2 separate regions of the Mus musculus genome follow, and region 1 is linked to region 2. A link is a contact called in public promoter capture Hi-C data. All regions are on one chromosome and are shown on one strand. The core of a region is the stretch at or near the end of the contact, and the rest is flanking DNA. Distances in the headings are between cores, read along the strand shown.

Region 1 (7,388 bases), core at 378-2,877, 160 kb before region 2:
ATTCCACGGGTGGAAGGGGGTGGAAGCAGAGTCCTCCCCCCCCCAACCCCCCAGTCAGGAAGGAAGTCATGTGGAATCTGACCCCTGTCAGGAAGTCGTGTTTGGCTGATTGTATAAGTCCAGGCATGGATGAGTGTGCTTAGATATATTGGTGTCTTTTTTTTCCTCTGTTGCTGTCTTGTTTTTGTTTGTGGTTTTCATCATGGGACACAGACACTGTACATAGGAGATAAATTGGAATCCCTCCCTGCCTGCCTGACTGACTGTATGTCTGGGTGTCTGTCTGTCTGTCTTGTTCACTTGTGTGTCCTCCATTAGACCACCTTCTGATTCTGTTTTGCTTTTGGTTTGTCTGGTTTCAGGTATGGTTTTGGTTCCAAGGGATTGACTGATTATCTTGGTTTGGTTTTAGGCCGGTCTCAGGTTCTGGGGGCCTTCCCACGGAGAGGTCCATTTGGGTTGGTTGCAGTGACAGTGAGACATGTCAAAACGTTGCAGGCCACAACGCTGGAGGATGCTCTGGTGTCAAGCTGGGAAGTTAGATTTGAAACAGTCCTTCTCAACCCAGCACCTAGGGTTCAGTATATGCCTGGAACAGATAGTGTCAGGCTTCTCTGGAAATCACGTGTAAGACACCCTGTATTGGTCTTGCTTGTATTTGTCATTTCTGTGGTACTGTGATTCTATGGTGGTTGCCTGAAAACGGTTTCTATGTGTGTCTTGTGTGTCTCTTTGTGTTCAGACTTGGACTAACAACTGACAACTGTTTTTGAGTTATGCCCTCTGGAATAAACCTAAGAATCCTGTCAGATCCCTATGCTGACCACTTCCTTTCAGATCCTCAGCTGCCCTGCCTCCCACTCCAACTCCAGGAAGCAGCCAGCGGGTCACAGTGGTCCCACCCATGGACCTAGAGCCTAGGGAGAAATGAGCTCGGGAAACCCGGAGCAAAAGAGGGGTGGTCCCTGAGAAGTCAGTGGCCCTGGATGTTGTGGCTGCTGAAGGGGACATAGAGGAGGCTGTGGGAGTGGCCCTCCCCTCCATGACCAAACCCGTCACAGTTCGTGGCTAAAAGTAAAAGGCTAGCAAAAGGGGTGCTAACACAGAAGCCGAGTCCTTGGAAGAGGCCAGTGGCCTACTTGTCGAAGCAGCTAGAAAAGAGACTGTGTTTCATATTCCCCCACCGACCAGTGCAAAACAAGTTAGAAAAGTTCCTGGGCACTGCGGGCTTTTGAAGACTGTGGATTCCAGGTTTTGCTGAATTAAAGAGATAAACAGCCCTATGCCATCAAGACTGCCCTAATGTCGTCCCCAGCTTTGGGCCTCCTAGATGTGACTGAGAACAAAGGTATTGCCAAAGAGGTTCTTACTCAGATATTGGGGCCCTGGAAAAGAACTGTGGCATACTTGTAAGAAATTAGACCTGTGACTGTAAGATGGCCTGCTTGTCTGAACATAGTGGCTTCTGGTGAAGGACGCAGATAAATTGACTCTGAGACAAAACTTGGTGCATGACCTAGAAAGTGTGGTCTCTCAGCCCCACTGACCGATGGCTGACTAACACTCTTGAAAACTTTATCCAACCATTCCCCTGACCGATGGACACATTATCAGAGCTTTTTGTTGACTGAACGAGTGGCCTTCGCTCACCCTGCTGTCCTCAATCTCGCTACCCTACTGCCTGAGACTTCACCTACTCATCACCGCGCTGACATTCTGGCAGAAGAAACTGACGCTTGAAATGATCTGAAGGATCAGATCAGCCTTGGCCTGAGAGTTCGAGCTGGTACATGGATGGCAGTAGCCTTGCAGTTGAAGGCAAGTGGAAGGCAGGGACAGCAGTGCAGTGGTAGACAGAAAGCTGAACTTGTGGGTCACTAGACCTCTTTATTCCTCATTTCAATGTGGACACGTTGTGGTGGGAAATCTCCCTTTTTCTGCTTTTTGTTATTACCTTTGTTTAATTGGTATATGGAGGACAGGGAAGAGAGAGCCTGGCTTGTTCAGCTGCTAAAATCCAGGTTCTGACCCTAACAAAATCATTAACAGTGAGGGATCATTGGTGAGTTCTGAGTAGAGGAGGGAGGTGGTTCGGTATAGAGGGGGGAAGGTGGCAGAGCAGCTGGAGAGGAATGAGCACTGTAACTCTGCAGTAGGATGCCACAGAAACAAACATGTACCTTAGCCTCCAAGTGCTGGGAACCCCAGGCTGCTGGATGGAGTGGCTTTAACAAATACCTGCCCTCAACTTCAAGACTTGAGGTAACCGTCCAGTTAACTGATAACATCTAGGCTGAATACGAAAAATGATGCCAGCATTCCTTAGTCATGTTGCCTCATTACCATGTCATGTTACATATTTAAAACAAGCAGCGTTGTGTGAAAACAAGCAACGTTATGTGACCGGAGAATCGCCTGAGTGAGGGACACCTCTCCTAGAGGACCTTCTCACAGAAAGAACCAAATGAATCACTGAAGACAGGTTAATGGGGTTTTAATGATCCCCGGGTACGGGGAAAATATAATGCACCTTGCAAGAAGGGACAAGGCCATCAAGTCAGGAGAGCAAAGAAGCTTCAAGTCTTGGGCGTGGTTCTTATTGAGATTGGAATGAAACTGTATTCTGCCCAGGATGACTTGAAATCTGTCCTCCATCTTGTCAGACCAATTGAGGAGGAAACAACTAACTGCATTCCATTAGCGTTGGCTTAACTGCTCAGTCAGCTGAAGACTGGTCAGTGTAGCCCACACTTGGATGAGTGTTTGATGTAGGAGATAGCTAAGCACATTCATTGAAGAATTTACTCTTAGGCTTTGGGCCAGGGAGGCACAGCTATCCACTGCCATCAGTTTGCCTTTTAGCCTGTGGCTGTTTTAAAGCCCCTGCCTCTTGGCTTCTGCCTAATGTCACAGTTACAAGTCCCCACTGTTCTTCTTGTTTGTGTTCATCTAAGCAGCAACAACCACCTGAAGGGGTTATCCTGTGTAGCCATCACTGGCACTAGCACTAGCAGCAAACTTCTTGACTGATTCAAATTTCTTCTTTGTGTGCAGTTCTAGCTTTTTATTTTTATTTTTTTAACTGTCAGCTTCTAAGGTGGGAAAACACACATTTGAAGTATTGCCACTTTGAGGGGTTGCCTTCCTGCTCAATTCCTTAGTTCCATACCTTCTGAAATAATTTTCTTCTCTGTTCTTTACATTCCAGTTCTGTTTTTTTTGTTGTTGTTGTTGTTTTGTTTTGTTTTATTTTGTTTTGTTTTTGCTTGTGATAGAGTCTTGTTATATAACCTAGATCCACTCACTTCAAACTCAAGATTCTCCAGAGGTCAATTGTGAGGTGTCTTCCTCTATTGCTTTCTGCCTTTATTTATTTATTTATTTATTTATTTATTTATTTATTTATTTATTTATTTATTTAGCGACAGGGCTTCTCTTTGAACCCAGAGCTCATCAATTGGGCAGACTGGTTAGATTGGCTGGCCAGCGGGCCCCAGTGATCCACTCACTCTCTCACTCCGCCTCCCCTGTGCTGGAAGTACAGGAACGCACTGCCACACCCATCTTAAACTGGATGCTGAGGATCCCAGATGAATTCCTTGTGCTTGTGAAGAAAGCGCAGTACCCACTGGGCCATGTCCTGAGCCCAGGTGTCCTCTCATTGAATCAGATTGCAAAGCCTCTTAAATTTGAGTAGTGGACAAACTGACTTGGGGTTTTGTCATCCTTAGCATGCTGGCATTAACTCACCTGGAACCACGTTTCTGTCAATGAGATGTTCACGGTCTTCACACCTGAAAAAACCAAAGCCCATCCAAGCAAGATGAAACACTGAAGGGGCAGATGAAGCATATCGCCCAGCACAGACTTCACGGAAACCACAGTGGACTCATTGTTGATCCAATGGCATAACTAAATAAAGTCATTGTGACATGCTCTGGGTTTGTGACCATTATATAGCTGGGTTGGAAATATTGGTAATTTTGAGATCCTTTTAATGATTCCCAGAGAAAAAGGGACAGAGTATTTGAAATTGGAATTGTTTTGTAAGCAGCTTTGACTGCCTGGCTTGACTGTCTACGACAGGAATGTTCAACAAGTTTAGGGTTTATGTTAGAACTGCAAGAATGTTTTCTTTATGACAGGACACATAAGTGGCAAGATTTAGTTTATAGTGATCGATATTAAAAGAAAAAAAAGCTGGCACTAGGAAGGGAAATGACTTGAAATGACCTCTTTGTGGGCTATGGAGGAGCCTTTGCAGGCTTCTGCCCAGGAGTGGGGGTCTCTTGTTGACTACTTACAGAAGGGGAGATGACGTAAAACCTCACCCTTGCCCCAGACTCATTCCTTCACAGCAGTGTGGCTTACTTGCTTAAGCCTCATGAAGATATACTCTTTGAGGATCTAAAAGCCTGATTTATCGGAGGGACACTAGGGAGATGGCTTAAATAAAGCCTTTGCACAGAGAACATGAGGCCTGGAATTCAGGTCCTCAGCACCACATAAATACCAGGTGGGCATGGAGGCCTCCCTGTAATCCCAATGTCCAGCAAGCTGCATAGGGTGACCTGTGAAGCTCTGGGTTCTACTGAGAGACCCCGTTCCACATATATACACATGCACATACACCACAGACACGCAAAAACAAGCAAACTCAGTAAATCCTGGTTTTACACAGATGTATTGGTATAGGCCTACAATCCCAGCTCTTATGAGGCTGAGGTCAAAGACTGTGAGTTTGGGGCCTGGAGAGATGGCTCAGGGGTTAAGCGCACTGACTGCTCTTCCAGAGGTCCTGAGTTCAATTCCCAGCAACCACATGGTGGCTCACAACCATCTCTAATGGGATCTGATGCCCTCTTCTAGTGTGTCTGAAGACAGTGACTGTGAACTAAAATAAATTAAATAAATAAATCTTTAAAAAAAAAACACACACTCCAGGTGGATTTCCTTAAAAAAAAAAAATTGTGAGTTTGAGCCTACCTGGGCTACGTAGTGAAACCTAGTGGGGCTGGGGCAGGGCACAATACCTCAACCCCCAAACAAACAAAATTCCTTGTTCTCTTCTTTTAAAACTGGGATTCTGGGGCTAATGAGATGGCTCAGAGGTTAAGAGCACCGACTGCTCTTCCAAAGGTCCCGAGTTCAAATCCTAGCAACCACATGGTGGCTCACAACCATCCGTAACGAAATCTGATGCCCTCTTCTAGAGTGTCTAAAGACAGCTACAGTGTACACACATATAATAAATAAATAAATCTTTAAAAAAAAAAAAACAAGCTGGGATTCTACTGCCAGCTAGCTGTTGAACACTGATGCGGGTCATCAGAGCAGGCACAGGGCAGCTCTTCACAGACTAGTCCTGTTTTTTAAAGATAACACTCCATCTCAAACTCTGCATTTCTTGCAGAGGAAGGAAATTGTCACACAGCTACATAATTCCAGAGGACTGAAGGGATCAGTAGTCTTAAAAACACTTCCTTTTTTCAGGAATCACATGGCAATTTTATCTCTTCCAAGGTCAGTGCACTGTATGAACTCCACCTAAGCAGGAAGAACCTCATTTCCCTTGATTTTGTCGCTCCATCAAGAATTTACCTTCCACAACCACCAAACCCAGACACTATTGCATATGCCAGCAATATTTAGCTGACAGGACCCTGATATAGCTATCTCTTGAGAGGCTATGGCAGTGCCTGACAAATACAGAAGTGGATGCTCACAGTCATCTATTGGATGGAACACAGGGCCCCTAATGAAGGAGCTAGAGAAAGTAACCAAGGAGCTAAAGGGGTCTTCAACCCTATAGGAGGAACAACAATATGAACTAACCAGTACCCCCCCCCCCAGAGCTGTGTCTCTAGTTGCATATGTAGCAGAGGATGGCCTAGTTGGCCATCAATGGGAGGAAAGGCCCTTGGTCTTGAGAAAATCATATGCCCCAGTACAGGGGAATGCCAGGGCCAGGAATCGGGAGTGGGTGAGTTGGGGAGCAGGGCAGGGGGAGGGTATAGGGGACTTTTGGGATAGCACTTGAAATGTAAATGAAGAAAACATATAATAATAATAATAATAATAATAATAATAATAATAATAATAATAAAAGAACTACCTTCCAGGAACTAGAGACATGGCTCAATGGTTAAGAGGGCTAACTGTTCTTAAATTCACAAAACCTGGGTCAAATTCACAGAACCCACATAGTGGCTCATAACCATCTGTAACTCTGTCACTCCGAGTCAGGAGCAAACTTCCCTGAGACACCTCATCAGCTAGGCAGAGTACATCCACCTAGTTCTGGACAAAGGCATTTACCACCATAAGCTTTTTAAAGGCTTGTTGATTCTCCTTGGGTTTCCAAAGATAAGTAAGCCTACCGTTGCCCAGATGTCTAGTGGGACCTGGTCCTCAGGGAAGTTCATATCTAGCTCTGGAATGATCTAGAGAAAAGCATCTTTTAGCTTGGGATAGTCTTAATTCTCTAAATAAAAACTGATTCAAAATTTCCATACTGATAGAGCTTAGGGATAGCCATCTGGCTGGAAGAAGGATTAAGGGACTTCAACTGGAGCCTTCTCAGTATGTCAAGTGGCCCAACATAGCTTGTGTTGTATGTTATTTTGGGGTGGCTTTGGAGAGGCACAAGTAGATATTACAAGGAAAATAAAGGATGCCACCCGTTGGCACCATCCTTCCTCATGACCCAGACATCCTATAGATAAAAGAATCAGGCAAGAATGAGGCTATAACAAAGCCAGTGCAGAGAGACTTGACTTTATCTGGTTTGTTTTTGTAGGCCAATTGGGCAGTCTCCATTAGAAAGAATAACAACTGCTGCTGGATGCAGAGGAAGAGCTGCTGTTTTTACTGTTGTCATTTCTATAAAATCCCCAAAGCAGACCCTGCTATCGAGACCCGAGCCTGCATCCCCAGATGGTTGTGGCTATAGAAATGCCTCCATCTGTCTAGCCATGAAACCGTGTTTATCACATCATTGGCCCATCTGCAGAGATTGCGGAATTTATGACTCTCAATAGTTCCCTGAATGGGAACAGATGTTTTATCAGAAATTCATTGTCAAAGAGAAACATTTAATACTGGCAATTAGCAAAGGAAAAAGAGGTCAGACTACCCAATTCAAATGGAGATTCTTCTCCACAGGATGCGTGTGACATTAAGTCCCATTGACATGAAGTGAATTGAAACCTCCTCTGCTTTCCTTTTCTGTATGGATCCAGGAGAGCTCTGGCTGTGATTAGGAGAAAGAAGACTTCTGTCAAGAACACTAACACACACATGCACATACACACACATACAACACATAAACACACACACATGCACACCAGTGAAGAGATGAGCCAAACACCTGAACATCTACTTGGGGA
Region 2 (7,364 bases), core at 3,956-6,455:
TGTGTAGTGAATTTTAGTGATGCCACACCCTGCTCAATGGCTAGGTAGGCCAGCCCAGGGCACAGAGCTGGAGGCGTGCACTTTATGTTGGGCTGTTATCTACCAGGATGCTGACAGGTCTTATGGGGGAGATGCTTTTGTGATGGGACAGACTACAGATAGGAAGCCCCCAGAACACTGGGAAACAGAAAAGATATTTAACTTAGCCCCTACAGTTACCTTTTATAAGAAATTATAATTCACAGGATAGAATCACCCACTAAAGTGGGGAAAGTGGTTATACGTTTTTCTCCCTAGAAAGACAGAAATTAGGTAGATGGATAATTAAGAATAGCTTTGGAAGAGAAGAGGTCACGTGGGACTGTACTCTGCTTGTAGAACTTGTTAAACTAATTCAACACACACACACACACACACACACACACACACACACACACACACACACAGAGTCACAAACAAAAATGGACACAAACATATGAGAAGGGAGACTAGCTGAAGCATGGTGCATTTTAAAAACTGTAGAGGTCCTGGGACCTGTATTTTGTTATATATATTTTTTTCCAAAATTTATTTCTGACTTTGTGCTATATGTGTTCATTATAAAAACACTATACATTGCTGATGCTGCTAGGTTGAAAGTTATATGTTGAAACTGGTCATGGTGGCTCATAGCTTCAGTCCTAGGGCTTGGGAACTTGAGGCAGCAGAATTGTGAGTTAGAACCCAACCTTGGCTATATTTAGAGATTCTGTAATGAAAAAGAAATAACAACAAAAAATTATTTATTGTCGATATTTTTTGCCTCATTAAGGTACTCCAGAAATATAAGTAGTAGTTAAGATACAACATAGGACTTACAGCAATTTGTGTCTCAAATCCGGCCATACAGTATACATATTTGATGAAACTTAAAGGACTGACTTTTTCTTTTGAAAAGATGGTACCTGAGACTTCAAAGATGTAACATGAATTTCTGAGTTCATTTAGATGAAAAGTCTTGTCTTTCTGAGTATAGCAATTACAGACTTATACCACAGTGTCTGGCTTTAGATATTTTTTGTTAAAGTTCATGTATGATTTTACATTTGTTTCAGTTATAAAATAACATTAAATTAAGTATACTAGAAATGAAGATAATATTCACCATTATAGTTTCAAATAATTTTAATAATTGTTAACAAGAACAATTAGTGTGGCTATATACTATTGCAGTATGTAGGCAATAATGGCCACCTCTTTTTATTTATATTAAAAGGCAAAATCAGAATCAAACCTGCAAGAATATGCTAATTTTAAACATTTATAGGTTATCACTTTTAATTGCTATCCAAACAACCAAATATATGTAATATATTGATTAATTGGAACAGTTCACAGGGATTATGTAATGTTAAGATTCACTAACTTAATTGCGTATTCTTTTTCTTTCTATCAGAAATTCCCCATTTGAGACCAAAGCCAGTATATGTTACTGTAACTCGAGATAATGAAACAATTTACAGTACAAAAATTCCATACATGGCAGCTCGTGTTGTTTTCATTAAATGGATTGTAACTTTCTTTTTGGAAAAAAAGTATCTAACTGCAACACAAAACACTAAAAATGGAGTTGATGTATTGCCTAAAATCATCCAGGTATGACAACCATCATTTTAAAATCTCTTTCTCTTGTATAATAAGCACACAAGCACATTAGCAAAGTAACTGATTGTTAGAACTACAGATTTTGTAGGTTTGATTTACTGGCTCACTTGTCTGCAGGTCTGAGGTTTTAGAGGAGCTATGCAGTGTTGGAGTTGCTATAAGAAGGTAGTCTCAGGGGCAAGCAAAATTCTGGGACTATAGCTCTTGTGGATACTTTCCTGCCTCCCTTCTTTCTCCTTCTTGTAGGTGTTGTGTTTTCTGAGCACAGGCACAGGGTCTTGCCTTTCCTTCACCAGTTGGAAGGCCCTCATGTTCTGTAGATCTGGCCTATGGAAAGGGCTCATGCTGTCATGTAGCCTTTGGCATCTCAGGAGAGGCTTGGGCCAGCAGCTCAGGATCCCGGGGTAGTTGTTGCTTTATGATGCTGTTCCTAGAGAGAAGTCTGCCTTTCTCTGAGGCCTTCAGGAAAGACTTGTCAGGTAGGAGGGCCTTCAGTGTGTGTACTTGGTAGAACACTACTGTTTTTAGAACTTAGAGATCAGTCGCATCACTGAGGGGTCATGGTTTTGTGTGGGTTGATTATCGTTGTTTCTTGTCCCCAAGAACAGGGCCAGCAACTGTAGTGCACTTATTGAAGGTTTGCTGATGTCAAGGAGGCTCCAGAAATAGGACGTTGCTCCAAGCTGGAAAAAAACATATGCTGGAGGAGGCAGAGCAGAAGTTGCTGTATTTCAAGGTCATTGGTGCCTTGGTCGAAGGAGGAGCACCAAGCAGTTTATAGCCTATGGATCCATTGTAGAGGACTTACTGGAGACCCAGAGGGCAAACTTGTTTTCAAAAGAATCTCTGGTATAGAAGTACAGTGAGAACAACAAAGGGCTTCCTGAGAGGTAGTTCAAAACAAACCAAAACCCCTTAACTTTATACTTTGAAAGATGAAATGAAAACAGTAATGAGTATATTTGTCTCCTCAAAGTTTTTATTTCAGATTTGAAATATGATATTCTTTCATACACGTAAAGTAAGTGAGCTGGCGTGGAGGTGCACACCTTTGCCCCTAGTCCTCTGGAGGCAGAGGCAGGTGAATCTCCTTGAGTTTGAGACCAGCCTGGTCTACAAAGCATGTTCCAGGACAGCTGGGCTATATAGAGAGACCCTGTGTCAAAACAAACAAGCAACAAAAAAACTAGTATCCTTATCAAGGTGATCAAAACTTTTAAAACAATATACTAGTTTTATAAATGACTTTAAAATATACTTAAAGTTCTGTTTCACAATAGAATTCACATTTTTGCTACAAAGTCCTTTGCTATACATGCAGAGTTGTTGTTTTTCTGTTCCCCAAGTGAAACAATATCTTTTTCTTGGTCTAGAACTTGTACTTTTGATAGGGAAAAGACCAGCTAATGATGTGTGTTCTAGACCCAGCTTCCCTAGCACTAGGCTTAACAGACTTTCTTGTTCCGTTGGTTGTTAGTTGGCTCTTTGTTACTGTGCCAAGGATACCTGAAGTAGTCAACTTGAAGCAGTTTACTTTTGGCTCATACTTTTAGAGGCTGTAGTCCATGGTCAGTCAGTCCTATGGATTTGGTTCTGCGTATCGGGGATTTAAAAACCACCGAGATGGCAAGGCAGCTGAGCATATTTGTTTTTATAATTCTTTAATTATAGTAAAAAAAAAAAAACATCACTTTTACTAATTCCGAGACAGTTCTCCCAATGACCCACAGGCCCCTGGGAAGAATGGGTAGAACAGTGGCATATACAAGCTGACGACTCTGAAGAATTGTATATGTTTGTCAGGTGACTACTGCTGTAGTCTTCTCTGTTCCTGAACTTTGCAGAGGCAGCAATAGAATGTGCTGAGTGTGTTGGCAGATCAGGATAGAGGAATCAAGCGGTATCACACTCAGGCATCACCAACAAAACAACTGAGACATGCCCTACCCTTGAGAGTTGCTTCATGAGCAGTGGGTGTCCATACTTAGACTGACTCTGAGAATGCTTTTGTCTCAGTATGAGCTGTGGGGTTCAGAGGGCACCAGGGTGGCAGAGAGATTGAGGTAAGGAATAAGTGGCAGTGTGTAGTTTTCTGAGCCATGGTAGTGCTGGCCTGGTAGATTGTTTCACTGATGGGTCTTCTGCATGTACCAGAGGACTAGACATCGTCTCTGCATCGACTCTCATGCCAATGGCTTCACATTCCAGCTTGATTCTAGTGCATGGAAGCCAGATCTCCTTCTAGAGCCAGCTCTTCATAATTGTACAGCACGTGCTTTATCCACTAAGCAGTCTTAGGTCTGGAGCTTATGTTTAAATAACTTGATACTACATAATTCTTCATGCTAGTTTAATTATTTCATTGCTGTAATATTAACCACCTCAAAACTTAGTGCCTTAAAACAGAACCCCGTTAACACTATGTTTTGTCTTTACTTAGTGGGACAGAATCTGGCTTGATACCTGTAATATATTTCATGGGCCCTTGGGTGGTGATCGTTTAGCTGGTGGATGGTTGGTCTGGAGGATCTAAGGTGACTTTATCCACAAACCTGTTAGTGCTAGCTGGAGAGATAGCTGGCTGGAACTAGTTAATCTATGCTGTCTCACTAACAAGGTCATTAGATTTCTTATATGGCCACCGGGGCCTCCAAGAACAACATTTGAAGAGATGGAAAATGTTAACTACCAGCCTTTTGAGCCTGGGCCTTTTGAGCCTTTTGTTATAAGCAGTCTCCCAAGTTTTCACACCTCTGTGACAGCAGAGTTAAGTGTGTAAGTATAGAGCCCTGGTGTGATGATGGCACACATTGCACTTACACATCAACTTACTCTGTGATTTCACAAATGCAAATTAAACTTTTTAGCTGACAAGATTTCACAGTCCTCTTCCCTGAAATAACTTAGTAGTTTTCCTGTTAAAGTCACTGAGTTCAGGGAGGATTATTTGGTTAATTAGGAAATTGGTAAGTAGAGGTTCAGGTGTCCATGTTTGAGGCAACTGCTGACGTTCATCTTGCTTTGTACCCTGTGCAATTGGTGGCAATCAGAGTACTTGGAACAAGGCCAGACCTGGGTGTAGGGGCGTGGATCAGTGGCAGAACACATGCTCACACTTATGGGAGTGTGCATTGCTTCTCTAGTCCTGCAACATTCACAAACCCCAGAAGGTAATGAGCAGGACAGGACCCACATTTTGCTAGGTGCTCGTGAGTGAGGGTGTGGATTGCTGAGATCTGTGGTGACATTTTCCAGACTGTTGGTGGTGGTGCAATACAAGAGAAGGTACCAGAGCTGGATGGTGCTGGGTCCACAGAACAGGACAAAAGCCATTCTAACAGCAGCACCTTGTCTGACCGAAGACTCAGCAACTCCAGTCTTTGTAGCATTGAAGAGGAGCATCGGACAGTGTATGAGATGGTGCAGCGGATCCTCCTGTCAACACGGGGTTATGTGAATTTTGTGAATGAAGTATTTCGACAGGTCAGTGTGTGCTATACAGTCATAAAGTTGATGTCATCTTTGTTCCTGTCAATCAGCTTCCCATTGCTGTAAGCCATGTGCAGGGACATCAGTGTAAACACAGGGGTGTATTTTGTCTCAGTTCCAAGGGTCTTAGTCCAGGGTCACTTGGTCCTGTTGCTTTGGGCCTTTGGCAGGGCCGCATATTAAAGCAGGAACAGGAAGCAGATTGAGGCCTGTTTACCTCATGGATGGGTGAGAAAAAGATCAAGAGATTAGCGCCCTACAGTCTTGTCTGAGGGCACACTCTGCCATGACCTATGCTATCCCACTACGTCATACCTCTTAAAGTTTATGCCACTTCCCAGTAGTGCCAAGCCAGGACCAAGTCACACGTTGGCCCGGGGGAAGATTGGTACATTCCAGATCCAAACTGTAGCATTGTGGTTTTACTTATGACATGGTAAATAGCATTGATGATTTGGCCTAAAAATTTCCCTTCCAGTCCTACTTTTAGTTTGTCACAAGTTTTTCTGACCTACATTTTTTTCCCATCTATATAACAAAGGGAAATTAAAAAATACTTTCATGTTCCATAGTAGACTCAGCTCAGAGGGTGGGCCTAGTAAACCCAGTGTTTGGAGACTTTCAGCACTCACACAACCCAGAGGCACTTTCAGAAAGTTGTAATTTCCCTGTCATGTTACATGACATGAATGAATGTGTGTGTGTGTGTGTATGTGTGTGTGTGTGTGTGTGTGTGTGTGTGTATGTATATGTTTGTGGCACAAGAGCAATGAGATGAATGAGAAAGGACATAAAGGAGAGAAAAGCTCTTTATCCAGGGCCCTGGAATAACATACCTCAGGTAGGAAAGGAAGAGCTGGGAAGAGCTGGAGCAGAAAGCTGGAAAGAGCAGGGGAAGGAAAAGAAAGTGAGCAGGAGCTGGGCCGCAGTCGAGCGGTGCAGTGCTTTGCAGCAGGCTTGGTGTTCCTGGGCAGACGTATCTGGGATCAGTTTTGACTGGCATCTTATGGCTAGCCAATTTTATTACACTAGAAATCTATCTTATAACAGATAAGTGTACCACTGATCAATGATTAAAAACTTATAATCCCAGTATTTGAGAGATGGCAGCAGGAGGAACAGGACTTTAAGCTTTAACTACATGGCTAGCTTGAGATTACTCTGGGCTATATGGAACTTTGTCTCAGAACACTAAGGAAGTAACTAACTAAATGTATCATTATCAAAATTGATTAGGAATCATAATGTATAGGGTTGTTTTAGTTTTGTATTTAGCAAATCTTTTACCTTGGTTCCACAGCCTTAGAGTACTTGCTGTGTTGGATATTGTGACGTGTGTGTGTGTGTGTGTGTGTGTGTGTGTGTGTGTGTGTGAGAGAGAGAGAGAGAGAGAGAGAGAGAGAGACAGAGACAGAGAGAGAGAGATTGAGTGGCTTCAAGAAAGTATTCCAAAACTCTCTCTCTCTCTCTTTTTGGTTCTTTAAAAATAGTGAGTGTGGATTTATTTATGTATTTATTTGGGCTTGTACATGTGGCCAGAGATTAGCAGGGAAGAAGAATCTTAGGTCTTTCTTGCACTTAGGAATTTATAAGCCAAACCTTTCTCACCATACAAGTCAGAGCCAGGAAGACTTTATAAGGACTTTGGACTTTGGTTCTAAAGTTGAAGCTTTGGCATGAGGACATTTAACATTTTAAAAAAGATAAACAGTTTTGCAGTAAGCAAGAAACTGTAACATAAATATATACTAGAAAAAGGAGGAAACAGGATTGGAAATTTATGAGGCAGAGCAGAAGAGCTCAGCGTATAGTCTTCCTAGCAGAGTGGAGCAGCAGGAGATAGACTAAACCAGGTAAGGAAATGATCTTGCACAGACCTCGGAGTGGCAGGTAAAAACTGGGACCTGTTGAAGTGGAGGGTCTAATGAGCAGGCCTGAGACAGCTGGCTTCTCTCCCAGTTCTCTTCCGTGTTTGTGTGCTTTCTGTCCAATACGAGTATCCTGCTGTAGCTATAGATGTTCCTTTTTTCCTTTGAAAGGCTGAGCATTTGCAGTATGTTTGCATGAGCATCAGTTGCAGCATAGCTGCATGTGCTGCCTACTTTTATGTCAGCTTGACACAAGCTAGAGAAGGGAACCTCAATTGAGAAAATGCCTTATTAAGATTCAGCTGCAGGCAAACCTGGGCATTTTCTTATTAGTGATTGATTGGGTAGTCCCGTCCATTATGG

The links. Capture Hi-C pulls out chosen DNA fragments and counts their contacts.
Region 1: a contact with region 2 is called in a promoter capture Hi-C map of liver. The contact joins two enhancer-like sites. A contact is called at or near these places in 4 of 484 Hi-C or Micro-C datasets (B cells, CD4 T cells, bone marrow-derived macrophages and 1 more), 4 of 115 datasets of contacts at active chromatin or transcription factors (embryonic basal ganglia, embryonic stem cells, hepatocytes and 1 more) and 2 of 9 other capture datasets (adipose tissue and liver).

Annotation. Positions count from the first base shown.
Region 1 is chr2:146,593,975-146,601,362 of GRCm38.p6, reverse strand. No RefSeq gene overlaps it. Among named protein-coding and RNA genes, the nearest start is that of Gm52577, 22 kb to the right of the region's middle. Within about 2 kb of position 1,627, at least 2 of the 459 cell types and tissues checked have an H3K27ac peak or open chromatin away from gene starts, as enhancers often do. A contact at or near this core is called in liver, where this site is marked.
Region 2 is chr2:146,441,547-146,448,910 of GRCm38.p6, reverse strand. It overlaps Ralgapa2 (Ral GTPase activating protein, alpha subunit 2 (catalytic)), which reads left to right. Exons shown (of 41, transcript NM_001033348.3): 9 at 1,436-1,635; 10 at 4,900-5,127. Among named protein-coding and RNA genes, the nearest start is that of Ralgapa2, 67 kb to the left of the region's middle. Within about 2 kb of position 5,205, at least 11 of the 459 cell types and tissues checked have an H3K27ac peak or open chromatin away from gene starts, as enhancers often do. A contact at or near this core is called in liver, where this site is marked.